Linked DNA regions of Sus scrofa: region 1 is linked to region 2. The links are chromatin contacts, called in public Hi-C maps. All regions are on one chromosome and are shown on one strand. The core of a region is the stretch at or near the end of the contact, and the rest is flanking DNA. Distances in the headings are between cores, read along the strand shown.

Region 1 (5,879 bases), core at 1,809-4,308, 410 kb after region 2:
GTTTTTCATTCACACCATGGACTATAAGAATTAAACATCAAAATGAAGGCATGGCCATGAAGTATGAGGGCAACATGAAAAAAGGAGATTCAAGAAATGTATCATTTGTGCAGTTTGTTATTTGGTTTGTTAATTGGTTATATGATTACCAATTTCACTGCTTTTGTGACAGATATACTGCTGAGTGGGGATATCCCAAAATAAGTATCTTAACTGAGGCATAACTTGAACCACAGGCTTCAACCAAGTCATCACTGCTAGTCTTTTTTTTCCTCATTCCCCTAACTCGACCTTCAGTGTCATAAATACAAACGGTAGTGTTTCTTCCAAAACTAAAACAGTATTCCCTAGAGCAGAGTTTTCTATGTGCTTTATACCTGGAGTTTGAAATAATTTTTAGTCTCAAATTTCTAAAAAGACAGTCACAGAACAAATATCATATGATAGTACTTAAATGTGGAATCCGAAATATGACACAAATGAACTTATCTATGAAACAGAAACTGACTCACAGATACAGAGAACAGACTTGTGGTTGCCAAGAGGAGGGTGGGGGAAGGATGGACGGGGAGTTTGGGATTAGCAGATGCAAACTATATATAGGATGGATAAACAATGAGGTTCTACTGTAGAGTAGAGGGAACTATATTTAATATCCTGTGATTGACTATACCACAATGGAAAAGAATATGAAAAAGAATGTGTGTAAATACACACGTATATGTAAAGAATGTACATATACAGATATGTAAGTATAACTAAATCACTTTGCTGTACAGTAAAAATTATATTTTAATAAAAAAGAAAATCCACTTGCATAAGATGAAAATATCTGAACTAAATATCTTAAAATAAATTTTTAAATGGGGGGGAACCTAAAGTGTGAGAGTGTGCCCCTCAGGCAGGGCCATGCAGCCCTGATGGAAGCTGCCTGACCTGAGGCCAGGGGCAGGTCCACCTGAAGGTCTGAAGGTCCTGCTGTACATAGAAAAAGGCAAGTACCCTATGCTTCTCCATCCGCCAGTCTGGGTGAACAGGACTAGCAGGATTCTGAAGTCCACACAGACCTCAGATCAGGAGTACCCTAGGATCATGTAGCTGTAGGAAGGCAGGTCTTGTGCGGTTTTTTCATCCTGGTTTATATCACACACTCGTCTATAAACAAAACAAAGCCCATCGTGTGCAACCTTGTGGCATGTTCCAGATGTTTCTAACAAGTGTACAAAAAAATTTTTAAAATCCCACAATATCTTCTTGATCTTTAAGGCTTAAGAGCAGGATGTACAGCCTACATGTTAAGCTTAAAAAAAAGAAAAGAGAGAGAAAGAAAAAAAAACCCATATGGTGCCAAATGCTGGCAGCTCACTTCTCTCCTCCCAGACAAAACTCTTAGGTCTTGTGAAAACATTCCTTGTAAACTGCCAAAAACAACACAGATCATTGTGGTGGATGGCTCGCCCTTGCCGACTGCCACAGAGGCCCCCACTGCCCTTGACTGTAGCCACATCCAGCCTCCAGGATAAACCAAGGGCTCTCAACCCTGAAGGGCCACCTTGAGAAATGCCACCTCCTCGCTCCTAAAAGCAAGGCTTGCAGCTTACGTGTGTTCCTTTACAAAATGTTGTATTGTTTGTACTGGCTCCCCCCTCATTTAAATTTGGTTTCCAAAATTAGTACAGCATTGTTTCTCCTATGATAGTAATGTGAGCTTACTACAGAGATTTTTTTAAAATATTAAATGTATTGCAGAAGGGAAAAGACCAGCACCCTCACTGGTTTGCTAGAGCCCTTGTAGATAAAACACTAAGAACACCCGAGCATGTTTTCTTCTACTTTCTGGATCCACAGGCACACGTAAAAGTATTTATAATCCCAACTTGTCTTTTCACCTAACATGACATGTGAGCATTTTCCCGTGGGGAGACAGTATTTTGATCACCTCACTCTACCCCTTGAGTAACAGCAGCTTTGGATAATTCCCAGCACTTCTTCTGGGAGGTTGACTGCTCTGCTGGCCACTGCCCCACAGCCCAACCAGGGTCAAGTTCACTGAGTGCGTGTGTAGTGTGTGTAGCTGGAATCAGAGGAAGGTGAGAATGGGTGACAGTGTAGAAATGCAAGCCCAGATGCCCAGCTCCTGGGTGATCTCCTCAAAAGACTAGAAAAAACTTATTTTTGTGAAGAACCAAAAAAGAGACAAATGGGCACAGCCTCCTTGCCTGCCTGCTTACATCCCTCACAAGAGTCCTATCTTAATAGATCTATTTCTTGCCTCAAAAAAAAAAAAAAAAAGAGAGAGAGAGAGAGAGAGAGACAGAGAGAAATGTATTCTCCGGTTTCCTGATATTAAAGAGTCTTTGACAGGAGTTTTCATTGTGGCTCAGTGGCAACCAACCTGACTAGTATCCGTGAGAATTCGGGTTCCATCCCTGGCATCGCTCAGTGGGTTAAGGATCTGGCGTTGCCATGAGCTGTGGTGTAGGTCACAGACACCGCTCAGATCCCGCATTGCTGTGGCTGTGGTTTAGGCCAGCAGCTGCAGCTCCAATTCAACCCCTAGCCTGGGAACCTCCATATTCCACAAGTGCAGCCCAAAAAACGCAAAAAAAAAAAAAGTCTTTGACATATTTGTGATTGTGATGATTGCTCCTTTAAATACTCAAGCCATTGAAATATGTGTACGATCTGGAAAGTGAGGCATTTCATTTGAATCACAGAGAGACATTAAAAAGCATTCGTCACCTTCTGCCTAAGGCTGTGATCTACTTGCTGAAAATGCAAAGTAAAGAAAAAGTATCTAATGCGTACTTGTTTTTTCCTGCACAGCATTAATACCATTTGAGCTGGTCATTAAGGAGACATCATGGGTGCACGCGCACACACACACACACACACACACACACACACACACACACTTTCTCTCACTGTCTGTGCTGCAATGTTTCTTTATAACAAACCAGCCTCAGGAAATTATTAATGAGGGGTTAGAAGGTTACACAGCAGCTAAGCCCAGAAGAATGTCTGAGCAAAGAGAGAACTACCTATTCAGAGGGAGGAGGAGAGCTCACAGCCCAGGGAGGAGAAGGACGAGGGAACTGAAAGGAATTCCTTCCCAGCCAAGAAGCTTTCTATACTGCCCCAAGGCTAAATACAATGAGTCATAACACTTCACATTTCCTAGCTGTGCATTACTAGAAGGACCTCTGATTTTCTACAAAAATCACAGAGTGCGAAAAGAATTGCTTCTCCTTTACCCACCCTCCTGACTACAATCTTAGAGGAAATCTTGGAGATCCTCTAGAACCAATCCTGGCAAAAGCTAGTAAGAACTGGATGTCATGTCATTTCTAACATTTAGTTTTATAAGAAAAGTAAGGAATGAACCAGAAAGTAATAGTAGCTTTACCCAGAGGTACAAAAGCACCAGCATCACCAGCCACCAGCAGCTCACTTAGGACCCTTTTCCTAGGCTATGTATATCATGAGCAAAAGTCAAATGTTGTCACCAACATTTGTCCAAAATATGCCACCCCCAAATACACCACCTTGGTGCAAGCATTATTTTGAGCAGAAGGCAAGTAAGAATCAATATACGCAAGAAAAGTTGTCTGCCCTTCCTTTATCTGCCTCAAAGCAGAGCAGAGATTTCCTATTGCGAAGGTGGCATAAATTTTGCCCCCATCCTAGCACCTGGACGAGAAAAGCTACCTTTATGCCTGGGGATAGAGAGCCAGCACAGAGCTGAGCATGCATAAACAGATCTTACTAAAATGAAAATAACCTGTATCTTCCATCAATTTCCCCCATATATTTCCTAGTCACTTTCATACAATTTATAGCCCTCTGTTAAAATGGCATGCAACCCCCTCCCCCATCTAACTATTTATTTGGGTTTTCCAGTCCTATGAAGCCTCTATGCACATAAAATTAAAAACATTAACAAAGTTTGTATGCCTTTCTCCTCTTAATGTGTCTCAATGGCAGTTTAATTTACACTAAAACTGAACCGAGGAGTATACAAAAAAAGTCCACCCACTTTTATAGTTCAGTAGGTAATTTTGGAGTTCCCCTTGTGGCTCAGTGGTAACAAACCAAACTAGTATCTATGAGGACGTGGGTTTGATCCCTAGCCTCGCTCAGTGGGTTAAGGATCTGGAGTTGCTGTGAGTTGCTGTGAGGTGCAGGTCAAAGACATAGTTCAGATCTGGAGTTGCTGTGGCTGTGGTGTAGGCCGGCAGCTGCAGCTCTGATTCAACCCCTACCCTGGGAACTTCCATATGACACATATGCAGCCCTAAAAAGACAAAAAAAAAAAAAGATAATTTGAAAAGCTGTGTTGTGTTGGAAAAATCATACTAAAACTCACAGATACATAGATCTCTAAAATGTTTATAATTGTTGAAGTGCTAAATGACTATAAATTAATGAAATACAAAATTTATAAACTGATAAAAATTGGCAAAAATGTCCAAATAAAAATGCAAATTGATATGTCTTTATAACAAAATCAGCAGTTCATGTTTTTATAGTTTTTAAAATTCACTAAATCACTCTCAATTTCTGAGTGTCTACCATAATCAATGTAGGCAACAGTATAAGCAGAAGGCATAATATAAATACCTCTTTATTTCTATGTATATTTGTGAATATACCAGCATCAGATTTTTTATTATTACTTTTTTTGTTTTTTTAGGACTGTATCTGCAGCATATGGAAGTTCCCCGGCTAGGAGTTCAATTGGAGCTGCCGGCCTACACCACAGCCATAGCAACTCCAGATCTGAGCCACATCTGCAAGGACCTACACCAGGGCCTGCAGCAATGCTGGATCCTTAACCCACTAAGCGAGGCCAAGGATCAAACCCACATCCTCATGGATACTAGTCAGGTTCTTAACTAGCTAAACAACAACAGGAATTCCCAGTTGGTTTTTTGTTTGTTTTTTTTTTAATTTTGAAATCACTATTAACCATGTAAGTTTTGATCAGTGAGTTGTGAGGTTCTCAACAGTTTGGTTTCTTGCTGAGTGATCTGTTGAAAGGGCAGTTTTCTCCTATGACACTGCCTCACAGGGCATAGGTGAACCAGAGCTCATGAGTGGTTTCATGTACAAGGTTATATACTCATTCATCAAATACAACTCAGATGGCACACGACACTGAAAAGAAGGCAACTACTGCCTCTGTTCCACACCCAGCCTTAGTTTTGTGATACTAATCTTGCCAGAGAAAGGTCTTTCTCAATGTAGCCAAAATCTGAGTCTGAAGACCCACACTCCATCCTGGAAAGATTAAAGCCCTTGCTTTCTACTTCAGACTCATTGCACAGGGGGTCAAAGTTAGTCATGCCTAAACCACAATGTACTCCGGGCCCTAAAATGTTCCACATTTAAAATCTCTGGGCCATTTTAGGCATACATTTGAGAGGCAAAGAAACTGACAGTGAAATGTCTAAATTAGTAGAAAAGAAACCAAATCCTTCCCCTAAAAATATTCTTCTGCTTCAGACTTCCTTCCCCTAAAATAGTAAAATGACAGCCACTGGTCACATTATCCTATTTGTGGCATAACTTCTTTTATACATACAATAAAATGAAACACATCCTGATTACAACACAAGACAATATATTTAGGCAAAAGGGTGAATCTTCTGGACTTGAAAATACTGGGTATTTCAAATGAGCAAAACCTTTTTCTAAAGAGTTTCCTAAATATCTGATTTTACCAACATCCTCTTTCCACTTACCCAAGGTATTTTCCATGAAATTGAAAAGGATTCATGAAACAAAAGCAGCAAATTTCAAGTCACAAAATAATGATGGCGTTAGCCTAAATGATAAGTTAGTTTACTCCATAGATATACATGAAGATCCAATCAAGT
Region 2 (5,626 bases), core at 1,332-3,831:
GACAGACAGACCAATGGAACAGAATAGAGAACCCAGAAGGAAACCCAGACACCATGGTCAATTAATCTTTGACAAGGGAGGCAAAAACATAAAATGGGAAAAAGAAAGTCTATTCAGCAAGCATTGCTGGGAAACCTGGACAGCTGCATGCAAAGCAATGAAACTAGAACACACCCTCACACCATGCACAAAAATAAACTCCAAATGGCTGAAAGACTTAAATATATGACAGGATACCATCAAACTCCTAGAAGAAAACATAGGCAAAACACTCTGATATCAACATCATGAATATTTTCTCAGGTCAGTCTCCCAAAGCAACAGAAATTAGAGCTAAAATAAACCCATGGGACCTAATCAAACTGAAAAGCTTTTGCACAGCAAAGGAAACCCAAAAGAAAACAAAAAGACAACTTACAGAATGGGAGAAAACAGTTTCAAATGATGCAACCAACAAGGGCTTAATCCCTAGAATAAATAAACAACTTATACAACCCAACAGCAAAAAGGCCAATCAATCAATGGAAAAATGGGCAAAAGACCTGAATAGACATTTCTCCAAAGAAGATATATAGATGGCCAACAAGCACTTGAAACAATGTTCAGCATCACTGATTATTAGAGAAATGCAAATCAAAACTACCATGAGATACCACCTCACACCAGTCAGAATGGCCATCATTCATAAATCCACAAATAACAAGTGCTGGAGGGGCTGTGGAGAAAAGGGAACCCTCCTGCACTGCTGGTGGGAATGTAAACTGGTACAGCCACTATGGAGAACAGTTTGGAGATACCTTAAAAATCTATACATAGAACTTCCATATGACCCTGCAATCCCACTCTTGGGCATCTATCCGGACAAACTCTACTCAAAAGAGACACATGCACCCGCCTGTTCATTGCAGCAGTATTCACAATAGCCAGGACATGGAAACAATCCAAATGTCCATCGACAGATGATTGGATTCGGAAGATGTAGTGTATATATACACAATGGAATACTACTCAGCCATAAAAAAGAGTGACATAATGCCATTTGTAGCAACATGGATGGAACTAGAGAATCTCATACTGAGTGAAATGAGCTAGAAAGACAAAGACAAATACCATATGATATCACTTATAACTGGAATCTAATATCCAGCACAAATGAACATCTCCTCAGAAAAGAAAATCATGACTTGGAGAAAAGACTTGTGGTTGCCTGATGGGAGGGGGAGGGAGTGGGAGGGATCGGGAGCTTGGGTTTATCAGACACAACTTAGAACAGATTTACAAGGAGATCCTGCTGAGTAGCATTGAGAACTTTGTCTAGATACTCATGTTGCAACAGAACAAAGGGTGGGGAAAAAAAATGTAATTGCAATGTATACATGTAAGGATAACTTGATCCCCTTGCTGTACAGTGGGAAAATTAAAAAAAAAAAAAAGAAAGAATTTTTCTATCACTAAATTTTAAAAAGAAGAAAATGATAGTTGATAAAGTGTTTATTATTAAAATAATAGTTCTTATTTTTTTCAAGGATGTTCAATGAGAGGAATACAAATATTTCCTGAAATCAATACAGGTATTGTACATGAAAATCTTTTTATGCGTGGTTACATAAAAGATGAAGAAAACTCATAATGCTTTCATTAGAACAAAATCTATTTAATAAACAGACAGCAAGGAGATATGGTTATTCACAAAACACTTTTTAAAAATTTTCCAAAAAAGAGAGAGAAAATTATTTGAAGCACAAGTAGTCAAAATTAACTATTAGGACTTGCTTTATAACTATATTCTCTTTATTCCTCTGACCACTATCAGGTCCAAAAGCACTTTTTAAAGTATTTTTCTAAACCAGAGAAATGTACACAAAACTCAACTATGATACGGTTGATACACTTTTTTTAAAAGGTACATTTTAATAAAACAACAAATTATCTACATTTTGCATAATGTTAACTTTTGAGTGAGCCAAATTCATATCATTTGCTAATTTGCATTTAAATGATAATATAAACTTAATTTTGAATAAGTGTATCTTTTTACTTAATGCTTGGAATATGTTTCTTTATAAGACATTACCATTTAGTATTACTGCTTCATTTGATGTCATTAGTTCTAAAGAGTTTTTAAAATGATGTTAATTCTAGTATTTCATAATCATATGAAATTAGTACAAAATTCCACTGGGGTTTATTTCTCCTCTTCCCAAACCTTACCTGGCTCAAGTTCTGCCTAACCTCCCTCTTCTCTGGAGTTCAGAATTCAGTTTCAACCCATTATTTATGATGTGGAAGGGGGGCTTCCTGAGGGCAAAAGGTTTTGTCACTGCTGTCACCACCGTGCCCTCAGTGTCCTGAGCACTTTCTGTCACCTAAATGCACTCAGTAAACATTGGAACAAATAAACAAAATTGACAATCTTCCTTATACCACAAGTATTTCAAGCCTCTTTTGTTGACTTCTATAAATATATCACAAATTCCTTTTCAGACATGCCAACATTTAACAAGTTTGGATCTGCACTCATGGCCCTTTTGCCTCAGAGCTCCAGTCCTGCCAACTGAGCAAGTCATTCCAGATGAATGGAATCCTCTGGGTCAACATGCCCTGCTGACCTGTTAGGCTTCACAAGGACAAATAGGTGAGAGTGGCACTCTATTTATGCTTAATATTCTCTAAAACAACAGGTAAATATGAGTGATGCTTGATTTAACTCTTGATAAATAGGAGTTAAATAAATAAATTAGAAAATAAATCTTAAGGAATGTATTTTGCCTCCAGAACTTTGTGATTAATGTCAATAGTTGTTGCACAATATTTAACTGAAGTTTGGTTTTCACAAAGTATTTTGCTTCTGCACCTGTAATTTACAGAGTTGCCAGGTTCCAAACCTTCTTTCACTGAACACTTTCTTAGGGCCAGTGACTCTGACCCTCAGCTCTGATGTAACCCTTCTCATCCCAGCTGCACAGAGTGTCTGCAGAGGTCACTACTGATTACCACCCTGCTCTTGGCTCCCTTTCCCCCTCAGCAGCCTGTAATTACCAGCTTACTCTCATTATTCCACTTCATCGTACTAACCCTGCTAATTCCTTGCACCTCACTCTGCACATCTTTGCACTGATGGCTTTTATTCTCGGTTTAAGATTTTTACATTTAAATACAGAATTGGTGGGGTTTTTTTAATTTTGAAATACCAGAAAAATGTGAAAAAAATAACAAAGTACAAAATGATTTCCCTCCATGTAGAAAATTTTAAAGTGGTCTGCCTTCAAATTGGAAAAAAAAAGTTTAAGATAAACTTCCTTGTTCTACCTCCAACCCTGTATTCCAGCACTTTCTTTCTGATCTCTGAAGCTCCAAGCTACAAAAAAAAATTTACTTTGAAGAAAATTAAATTAAACAGAAGGGTTACTAACAAACTAGCACAATCACCTGGATCGCTTTTTTTTTTAACTTTTTTTTTCCCAGCTTTGTTACAGAAGCCAAAAAAAAAAAAAAAAATGTGTTTGAAGCCAGGAATTCACTTGCTACACTACTGTATAACAACCTTACCATTACAGTGTACTTTTACTTTTTAGTATTGGACAATAGGCTATCCAAAAGAATAGACTTATTGATTTAATTTCTAATTTGATAAAGATAACACACCTTAGAAATTCCTATAGCATGACCATATAAGATCTTGTTTCCGTTTGGGGGGAAAATTGTATGTATAATTTCTTTTGAGGATTTGCAATATTTTCACTCTATATCTACAAAATACATAATTTATACATTAATTTTGTAAATTTTTGCTTCAAAATCTGCAATCATTGTTTATTTAAAAGACAGCTCTAAATAGATAGAAATTTTAGCCACTATGAATAATCAGGGTAAGAGTTCACAGAAGTATTTACTTTTCCTCTCTCTCTCTCTCTCTCATCAAAGCCAGGCAACATCAGGTTTGACATGGCAGTTGTCCAGAGAGATTTGCTCCCAATTATTTTGATCTAATGTTCCTTGTCTCCGTGATGACAAAGCAATAGTATGTTTTTCATCAAAGGCAGGAAATGCATGATTTTTTCTTTGATCTCCAAAGGGGAATTCTTGAGTAAAAAGGTGAGAGTATAGCCCTTAAGACGTTTTAAATGCTCTAATCTGAAAATAAACCACACTTATGTGAAAAGTTAGAAATCCCTAAAAGCACAATTCTAAACTAATGGGCTCTGATTTTATACTCATCTTTATATCAAAATGACTCCTCTTCTTTTAAACAGCTATGTATCTCTGAATCCACAACTGGGGATACTCTTGGAAACCTGATACTATATTTTTAGCTTAGAAATAAGATCCTGAAATGCAATCTTATATCTTTTTTTAATAATTTTTTTTCTGTTATAGTTGATTTACAATATTCTGTCAGTTTCTGCAGTGCAGCAAAGTAATCCAGCAATCTTATACCTTAAATAGTTATGTGTGTATAGATACAGATATAGATATATAGATAGTCAAGTCCTATCTCCCTGTCTTTTCTCCTGGTGTGTTTAAACCCTGATTGGATGGGCATCATCTGTTATCTTCTCTCCTTGCTTCTTCCAAGTTCCCTTCCATTCTAAATAGCGTGCTCACTTCTTCAGTTGGCTCACTGGAGATCTTGTACACATTTATCTTAACTTTCCCTTTTTCAGTGTATGTGTGTATTTGCCTGAGTATGAAGAGGTATCTGTGTGTCTTTCCCTCTTCAGAAACACAGGAAAATTAACAAGAATCAATCTATTTAATGCTTTCCCCTCCTCTCAATTCAATTTTACCTGTACATAGAATGAAGTATGGTTTTATTCCATACTTCAAGGATAAGTTCAGAAATCTACAAAAAAAATCAAAAGATATTTTATTCCTGCCTTATTCCAGACACAAAATATTAATCTGAGATAGATTCTATGCCTCAGCATAAAGCTTCTATAAGAAAACTCTGAATGTCTTCATGACCTTGGGCTGACATAGATTTCTTAGAACACACAAAAAATATCAACAAGAAAAAGTCATAAATTGGACTTTATGGTTTAAAATTCTGCATATAAAAAAAATCATGAGAAAATTAGTAGGCAAGATAGGCTGGTGAAATATTCACAAAAGCATATATTCGACAAAGGACTTGTGACCAGGATACATAAATATCTTTTTCAACTTATAAAGTCAAAGAATATGATAAAAATAGACAAAAATACATGAAAAGAAGATAGGAAAATATATGAAAGTGTGCTGAACTTTTATTAATCTATAGGAAAATGAGGCATTTTCATACCATCTAGCAGTAAAATTTAAAAATTGACAAAATACTGCCAATGATATGAAGCAGTTGGAACTCTCATCTGTTGCTTGCTGGAGAGCTAAGAAATCCAACCATTCCATTCATAAATGTAAACCTGCCCAAAGAACTCAAAAAAGGTCCACAAAACCTTCCACATATTTTCACAGTATCTTTATTCACAAGAGTCCAGAGGAAACAACCCAAATGCCTCCCATCATGAGAGTAATAAGATACTGAACAAAATAAGAAAGACCAAAAAAAAAAAAATCCTGTGTTAAAGCAGAAGTGTTATCATGAGTAAAACATGGGGAAGGACAAGAGAGCAGTAGGAAGGAAGGA

The links. Hi-C and Micro-C count contacts between places; a contact is called where the count stands out from the background.
Region 1: a Hi-C map of liver shows a contact between it and region 2, with 7 times the contacts expected there. The contact joins two enhancer-like sites. A contact is called at or near these places in 6 of 47 Hi-C or Micro-C datasets (embryonic fibroblasts, liver and skeletal muscle).

Annotation. Positions count from the first base shown.
Region 1 is chr8:45,780,228-45,786,106 of Sscrofa11.1, forward strand. The region is part of intron 1 of PDGFC (platelet-derived growth factor C); the gene reads right to left. Among named protein-coding and RNA genes, the nearest start is that of PDGFC, 26 kb to the right of the region's middle. Within about 2 kb of position 3,059, at least 27 of the 83 cell types and tissues checked have an H3K27ac peak or open chromatin away from gene starts, as enhancers often do. A contact at or near this core is called in liver, where this site is marked.
Region 2 is chr8:45,369,995-45,375,620 of Sscrofa11.1, forward strand. No RefSeq gene overlaps it. Among named protein-coding and RNA genes, the nearest start is that of PDGFC, 440 kb to the right of the region's middle. Within about 2 kb of position 2,582, at least 2 of the 83 cell types and tissues checked have an H3K27ac peak or open chromatin away from gene starts, as enhancers often do. A contact at or near this core is called in liver, where this site is marked.